2 separate regions of the Danio rerio genome follow, and region 1 is linked to region 2. Evidence: chromatin contacts called from public Hi-C data. All regions are on one chromosome and are shown on one strand. Each heading gives the region's core, a stretch centred on a gene start, on an enhancer-like site or on the middle of the called end of the contact. The rest is flanking DNA. Distances are from core to core; before and after follow the strand shown. Region 1 holds the start of fgf13a (fibroblast growth factor 13a). Region 2 holds the start of gpr101 (G protein-coupled receptor 101).

Region 1 (4,438 bases), core at 1,738-4,237, 370 kb after region 2:
GCTAGCTGTCTGGTTACAATGTCTGGTCGATCAATGTGATCAATTGATCAAGTTACTTTATTAATTCATAAGACCTCAATGGACTGTTAGACGCAGTGGGTAGGCTATCTTTTTTTCTCTTTCCACATACACACACACACACACACACGCACACGCACGCACACACACGCACGCACACACACACACACACACACACACACACACACACACACACACACACACACACACACACACACACACACACACACACACACACACACACACACATTTTTGACTCTTGAAGTGCCAGGAGCCATTGACTAGCTTTTAATGAAACACCAGGACCACCATTTCAGCTAAAATTCTTCTTTGATGCGCCACAGAATTAAAGAACTTCATCTTCATGGCCTAAGGGGGAGAAAATTAACTGCGCTTTTACATTTTGAGGTGAACTATCCCTTTAATATCAGCTCAGCCTACTCATCAGTTCATGGGTCCTTAATAAATCTGTAATAGACTTAATAATCGCATAGTAGCCTATATTAAAACATATAATATTTTTGCATAATATTATACTTAATTATTATAATAATAATTAAAAAATATATAATAATTAATCAATTAAGTATGCCCCAGCACGCATTTTTGTTTTTATAAAATGTCTAATAGATGTCTAATAGATGTCTAGTCATTTGGGCTAAAACAAGGCTAAATTTGGGCTGTCAGTGAAAATCTAATAGACGTCGAAGAATAGGTCAAAACTAGCCTAGTCATAATCAGAAATGAATGACTACACATATAAAGTCTGTCTGATCTGTCAATTGTACGACTAGTCTGGTTTTGGGCTATTCTTAGATGTCTATTAGATTTTCACTGACAGCCCATGTTTTAGTCAAGCTGTCGACGTTTAGATGTTTATATCTATTAAACACAAAATTGTTTGATGGGTGCTAGGTATTAGTTTTGCATGATGTACTTTATATTAATATAGCCTAATTAATTATTCCGGCTGCTCGTCTGACATCAGACGGTTCTCGTCTCAGCGGGTCAGTTGTTGACTTCAGAATCGTGGTGACTCATTCGACATCATTTGAACTGATTCATATCTGACTCGGATGATTCGGACAACGATAGTGAATGAACGTTTCCCACCAAAACAATGACAATGGTGTGAATCAGGGCGGTGGGCGGAGACTGCTATTAGACAACAAAACAACATTTTAACATGGTATAAAAGTATGTAAAATGGGTTATGAATATTAGAGCATCATTCTAGAAATATGAAAGAGCGCGAGTGACCAAGAGAGCCGAATCTATCGTGCAGCCTCTCCCATCAGACCCGCGGAGACGCAGATACAAAAATGACAGCTGTAAGTGAATTGGAGCTTTCGAAGATGTATAAAACACTGAAGCAGGAGCACAGGCGAGCATAACGTGCCTGACAGATGTATGTTTCTTACCCAAAACATAAAAATCTCGTGGAAACAACGTTTCGAGTCTCAATGTCCTGATTGGAGGAGTGCTGGTTGCCATGGCAGTGAGTTTCTAGCATGTGTGGCAAAAGCACAACTGTCTTCTGGCCCACTCCTAATAAAATGCAATAATATGCATATTCATATTTGCACTGCATAATTTGTACATAACAGCTTTCTACGCGGCATCGTTACGTGACGCATGGAGGATTATTTATAATCTATAATGGATAATAAGTATGTTTTTATTATTCATGTTTTATTTGATCTGATTACTGAACGATAATATATCGATATTGTATTGAGGAAAACATCTCATTAATTTTTTTAAGTCTCTTGCCAAATCTAACCAAAAAATGGCGTTAAATGATTGAATGAAGGATGACACTAAAAACAAAACATCATCAACTATATTTGAGATTTCAGCCCTTCGGACTCGACATACAGATTATTATTTGTTCAACAACAGCGCCATCTACTGTACTGCCGTGACACTGTGGGACGCATTAACAGCTCAATAAGACGTTAGGACAAAAGACAAACATCAGATCAGCTTAATGTTATGGATGATATTATATGGATAAATGATATATATTTATTCAACAATGTTAAGTTATTAAACTACAATTAAACAATTAAAAATAATAAAAGCCCAAACTATCTGAATTCCTCATCATTAATGTGTTTATTAGAACAGTTGAATGACCATAGGTCCTCAAATGTAATTCAGTCAACATTAAAAAAAACATTTAAAATTTTTAAAACATTTAAAACATTTTAATTGAATATTTACACACACACACACACACACACAAACACACACACACACACACACACACACACACACACACACACACACACACACACACACACACACACACACACACACACAAACTACAAAACTCTACATAAAACAAAGTGACTCAAATATATCAAAATAAGGTTTAAAAACCAAGAATGAATTAGTCAAACAACAATTTATGTCATTACTTAACATCAGGACAGAGCCCAGGCTTATCTGCAGTTCAGCACCACGGACAGCACCACTGCATTACACAAGCTCACACCCCAGACAAAAGTTCAGCAAAACAAACAATAAAATCCACACCGTTCGTTCAAAAGGCAATTCTTAATGCGTATTATACACTCCTTAAAACCTAAAAGCAGCAAAAATGAAAACAATCCTTACCCGATGTTGATTTTCTAAGAGGAAATGTCATCTTTTAGAGTTAAACAGTGGAAAGTGGGAAGACGGTGCCGATTCTCTGAAAGCAGGAGGATGTTTTCAAAGTTTTAACCATACTAAAAGAAATCCTAATGGAACTGTGGAGAGGCCGTCAAGGCGGGGCCAGCTGCATTCAGAAATCATTAATGGACATTAGTGACTAGCCATTACGACTTCTAAAGCGGTCATTAAAGATTCATCGGGAAGCGCTGTTGATCCGGCAAACACAGGGCGTGTGTTCACTAAACTGCAGTGCTCTGGGTCAAAATTGCAGGGAGAAAAATCGAACATGGTACTTCCTACTAGAGCAGAGCTTTCGTTCCTCTCACATTACAAAGAAACGGCTGTAAAGTGATCCTTTAATGCGTGGCGTAAACCAGTTATACCAGACCTTCCATTCTCCACTCAGAAGCATCTGCAGATATACGACAAACATTAGCTGGGCTTTTCACTTCTGTTGTTCTGAACACGCCAGACAGATTTAACTTTGAACCAAATCTTCATATGAAAGAGATTCAGCACAAGTCTGTTAATAAAACGACTGTAAAACCTGCTGGGAGTCTAAGAAAACTTTCACGACAACTCTTTGAAATACTAAAATAGAAAGATGCATTTTAATATCTCATCCTTTCTAATAATAGCTTTGTGAAATTCCTATTTTTGTGTGTGTGTGTGTGTGTAGGCTACTCGGATCAATCTAAATCAGCTGCTGATGGTTGAGAAACAGATCAATATAAATATGACAGATAATGAATATGTTCATGAGTGCAGTGGAAAAGATTACATCTCAGATGATTTTTCAATACATCACCCTTTACCAGGTCAATAATCAATGCATTGTAACCCTCAATCACAGCTTAATTTAAAGTTTCACAGAAAAAAGCTACACATTTGCACTTATATTCCCATAAAGCATGTATATTAGTACTTTTAAAGTACATCTGCACACAAAGTGTATAATTACATTACTGGTAAATGTAAGTATCTTTTAAAAGGATACAATGGCAGCTTCTGTATCTTTTATCGTTAAAACCCTTTGTAACCCTCCTGGCTGACTTTTGTGCTAATGATTTCATTCATTCATTTTCTCTTTCGGCTTAGTCCCTTTATTTATCAGGGGTTGCCACAGCGTAATGAACCGCCAACTTATCCAACATATGTTTAACACAGCGGAGGCCCTTCCAGCTGCAACCCAACACTAGGAAACATCCATACACTATTGCATTCACACACATACACTACGGGCAATTTAGCTTATTCAATTCACCTATACCGCATGTCTTTGGACTTGTGGGGGAAACTGGAGCACCTGGAGGAAGTCCACGAGGATAGGGGTCGGGGAGAACATGTAAATTCCTCACAAAAATGCCAGCTGACCCAGCCAGTGCTCAAATGAGCAAACTTCTTGCCTTGAGGCGATCATGCTACCCACTGCGTCACAGTGACGCCCCCTAATGTTATCATTAGAACAAAAAACTGAAAAGTTGCTTAGTGTGGAGTCAGGAATGTAATTCAGTCAAAAAAGTTAGTCAGTATATATTTTTCTTAGAGTTAATTGTTTAAAGCGTCATTTGTACGTTTTTTTTTTTTTTTTTTTTTTGCAATATGGATACCATTTTAACAGAGCATATAATCACAAAAGTCCTGCATATCTATAGATGACAATAGAGAAGCACTGACTGGTAAATCAATGCCTCAAATACAGTTCATTAATGGTTTGTCCACTGGATGGCGCAAGCGAATCATTTGCGCGGTTCATAAT
Region 2 (4,073 bases), core at 106-2,605:
ACTATGGGCAATTTAGCTAATCTTTGGACTGTGGGGGAAACCGGAGCACTCGGAGGAACCCGGGCCACCGCGCCACCGTGACGCCTTTATGATAACATTCTTATTTAAATATTTTATGTAATGTTGTTCATCCAATAAAAAAACATTTTATTTAAACACACCCATATCAATGGAAAATCGAACCACAATAACTCTGAAGTGCTCTCCTATTTTTTCCCCAGAGCTGTATATCAAATTATTAGCAATGATACAGTAAGATTTCATTGCAAATAAACACAATAATCAACAACAAATATTGGCTTATCATATCTGCCAAAATATAATTCAATATTAGTGCATCCCTGAGTTATGATTAAAACTTTATCAAGCAAAAGCCAACATTGTCTGCAGCACACAATGGCAAACTTTAAATTTATATACATAAACCTATATAAAACATATTATTCAATACAAAATATGATAAATATTCTAGGACAACATATAGCAGTGTTCTATAAGCTACATTGTAAACAACACATGCATTTTCTACATAGCCTATTATCTAAATTAGATAAATACTAGTGCCAACATCACATTACATACTGAACAATATATTGTTCATTCCATGCATATACAAATTAGTATGCACGTATAGCTATATTTAACCAGTGAGTGCGCAATGAACGCATCTGTGTAGGCTACAGAAATTTTTAATCCATTTTGATGGCTCAGAAGCAGTGTGCATCGTATCTTACCTTTTTCCCGAATCACTGTTAGTAAGCTCGGGCCAAATTATATGCATCTAGTTATCTTTCATGCGAACAATAAGAACAGCTGGAAATCATAATTCCATTGTTAACCGCGCGCTAAAAGTGGCGCTGCTTTTTCTCTACGGTGCAAATCGCATGCAAATATCGGCAATGGATGCAAGACATTTACCGTGCGAACGATCATTGAAGACCAAGCCTCCGTTCGTCTCCTCTCGAATGGCTGTCGGTTGTCAGTCCCCTTTGTGTGTCTCTCTTTACTGACAGCGCTCCTGTGATGTTCTCCCATTTTAGTCTCCTCAGTGTCATCAATGGCAGTCGCGTCCTCGGCTCTCTCCGAGCAGGACTTCATTCAGAGATGGAGAATCATCAATCAGGCGCTCGCTCGTCGCGTCAGGGCAGATATTGTTGAATAAAACAGACGTGGGTTTCTTTAACCCGCGGGTGAACATGCGGTGGCGCGGATACAGCAGAGTGTCACAGCGGTTACATGTCATCCTCAGCTCTGCTCAATTGGACTGTAACGCTGCTGATGCTCGCAAGTGCACTTAAACAATCAAACCTTCCAGGGTAAATAATGGTCCATCTAGGGGGGAAGACAATCAATAATGAGGGTGGGTAAATATAAATAAATAAATGAATAAAGGAAGCACACTACGTAGTGCACACTTAATTGTTTTACACAAACTCCCAACTGGTTTCATGTAACGGCGTTATATAATTTAATTACAACAATTTCCATCTAAAGCTGCTTAATACATTTGTGACAGTTTTCATGTGTGCAACAGAATAAAAATAATCACTTATTGATATACATATGAATAGCCTAAATAAATGAATAGCCTAATTTAAGAATGTTGAGAGATCACTTTATCTATTTTTCCTTAACAGTGCTAGCCAAATAAACTCTGTGATGTTATCTTGCATTTGGGTGCATTGCCTGCAAAACCTATTGTGCTAGAGTGTTTAAGTCAGATATCTATGCAAAATCATCATTGAAAGTTTCTATTATAGTTCATATCTTTTCATCGGATTAAAAATGTAATCCAATTTATGAGCATCTTGTTGCTTTCTATCTTTTTTTTTGTCATATCCTAAAATGCACATTAAAATGTGGATGGAAAAGATATTGTTATCTGTTTCCTTTACTGAGAAAATTGTTTATGCAAATGTTTTTTTAATATTTCCCAAAAAGCATTTAACAGAGCAAGGACATTTTCTAGTACTCATTTATACATTTGTTTTCTTTTCGGCGTAGTCTCTTTATTAATCTGGGGTCGCCACAGCGGATAGAACCAACAACTTATTTTATGTAGCGGATGCACTTCCAGCTGCAACCCATCACTGGGAAACATCCATACACTATGGACAATTTGCCCTACCCAATCCACCTATACCACGTCTTTGGACTTTTGAACATGCAAACTCCACATACGCAAACTGACCCAGGCGAGGTTCGAACCAGCGACCTTCTTGCTGTGAGGTGAACGTGCTACCAACTGTGCCACCGTGCAGCCCCATTTTTACAGTATGTCAGATAATATTTTTTCTTCCGGAGAAAGTCTTATTTGTTTTATTTCGATTAGTAAAAAGCAGTATTTATTCAAATTTTATTAAAATGAAATACAATTTTTAGCCTCTTTAAGCTATATATTTTTTATAGTCTACAGAATAAACCACTGTTATACAATAACTTGCCTAATTACCCTAACCTGCCTAGTTAACCTAATTAACCTATTTAAGCCTTTAAATGTCACTTTGAGCTGTATAGAAGTGTCTTGAAAAAGATCTAGTAAAATATGATATGCTGTAATCATGGCAAAGATAAAATAAATCAGTTATTAGACATGAGTTATTAAAACTATTTATGTTTAGAAATGTTTCAAAAAAATTAAGTTTACTTAAAATAAGTTTAAATTAACTAAAAATTAAAGGGGTCTGTTAATTTTGACTTCAACTATATATATATATATATATATATATATATATATATATATATATATATATATATATATATATATATATATATATATATATATATATAATTTACATATATAATTTTTTTGGTATGATTTTAAATCTCAGAACAATCTCAAAATAAAAAAATGAAAGAAAATCAGCTTTTGTCTGTGCTTTAATATTAAATTGTTAAAACAGTTGAAAACATTTGTAAGAAATTTAGAAAATTAATTATTACAGGGTTAAATGTAGCATATATTAAAAGCACAGCCTAATAAGGAAAAATTATGGTTACATTAAATTAATATAGTACTTGAAACATTTATACTAAAAGAATATTTTGCACACCGTTTTCCTTTTTTTCCAGAGGGTATTGATAAATAATAAAACATTATATGTATTGTCTATATGTGTGCGTTTTATGTTTGCGCATAGCTTTCCTGTCTAAACACAACAATGAAAAAATAAAACTAAACATCTAGTCAGGAAATTTTGAGTCGAGTTCCCGAGCGCATCTCTGTTCCTTCGCGCATGCGCACAGGACGGTTTCTTGCAAGTTCCAACCTGCTTTGAGCTGGCTCGATCGCACATCAGGCGGCGCTCTATTTCGAGGACTGGAGCATTCATCATCACTAGAGTGAGGTAAGTACACTGGAGTCAAGTTTACTGCACAACACTGTAATTATTCAATTATTTCGAATTAATCAAAAGACCAATGGCAATTAAAGGCTAACGTTAGATTATTTGGCATGCTAATATCCATGTTTCTTGATTAAGACAGCTAAAGATACTATGTCAGCTAAAGCTTAGCTAAGGCAATATATAATGATGAGATACAAATTAAACCAACTATACTGAAACGACAGCAGAATAGTGAAATTATGTCTTCTTTGCGCAGCCATTGAACATATGCTTAAAGCTAGCATATAACATGCAAACTGTCTAAAGTTAGCCTGTTCTTGTGAGCACTATGGTTTCTAGGTGAAGTTTTAGGATTATTTTGTAGATATTTGATGACCAATAACATGAAACAGTTGTGTTAGTGTGAGGGAATTAAAATCAGTTGGTAAATCAGATTAATGATAAAGCAGTAGATCTTCCAAAAAATACAAGTCTGTCATCGTTTATCCTTCTTACTGCCCACCTGTTCTATTTGAGTTTCTTTCTTTTGCTGAAAAATGTTGTGAAGAATGTTAGACATTGTCTAGCTCTTGTCCAACATGCAAAATGAAACATGACACAACTACTTTTTCTGGGACATTCTAAAACGTGAAACATGAAAAAAAGCTTAACGTGGCTTAATGTACCTAAACATCAACCAGAGAAACCCAGACCCAAATTTCTGTCAAACTTTACATGTAATTAACC

The links. A called contact is a pair of places that touch in the nucleus more often than the background predicts.
Region 1: a contact with region 2 is called in a Hi-C map of embryo, with 2.9 times the contacts expected there. The contact joins the promoter of fgf13a here to the promoter of gpr101 in region 2. A contact is called at or near these places in 3 of 18 Hi-C or Micro-C datasets (all in embryo).

What each region holds. Positions count from the first base shown.
Region 1 is chr14:36,786,656-36,791,093 of GRCz12tu, forward strand. It overlaps fgf13a (fibroblast growth factor 13a), which reads right to left and starts at 2,988. Exons shown (of 5, transcript NM_001007399.1): 1 at 2,641-2,988. The coding sequence starts at 2,671.
Region 2 is chr14:36,421,237-36,425,309 of GRCz12tu, forward strand. It overlaps gpr101 (G protein-coupled receptor 101), which reads right to left and starts at 1,356. Exons shown (of 2, transcript XM_073922016.1): 1 at 919-1,356. It also overlaps a transcript of zic6 not described here.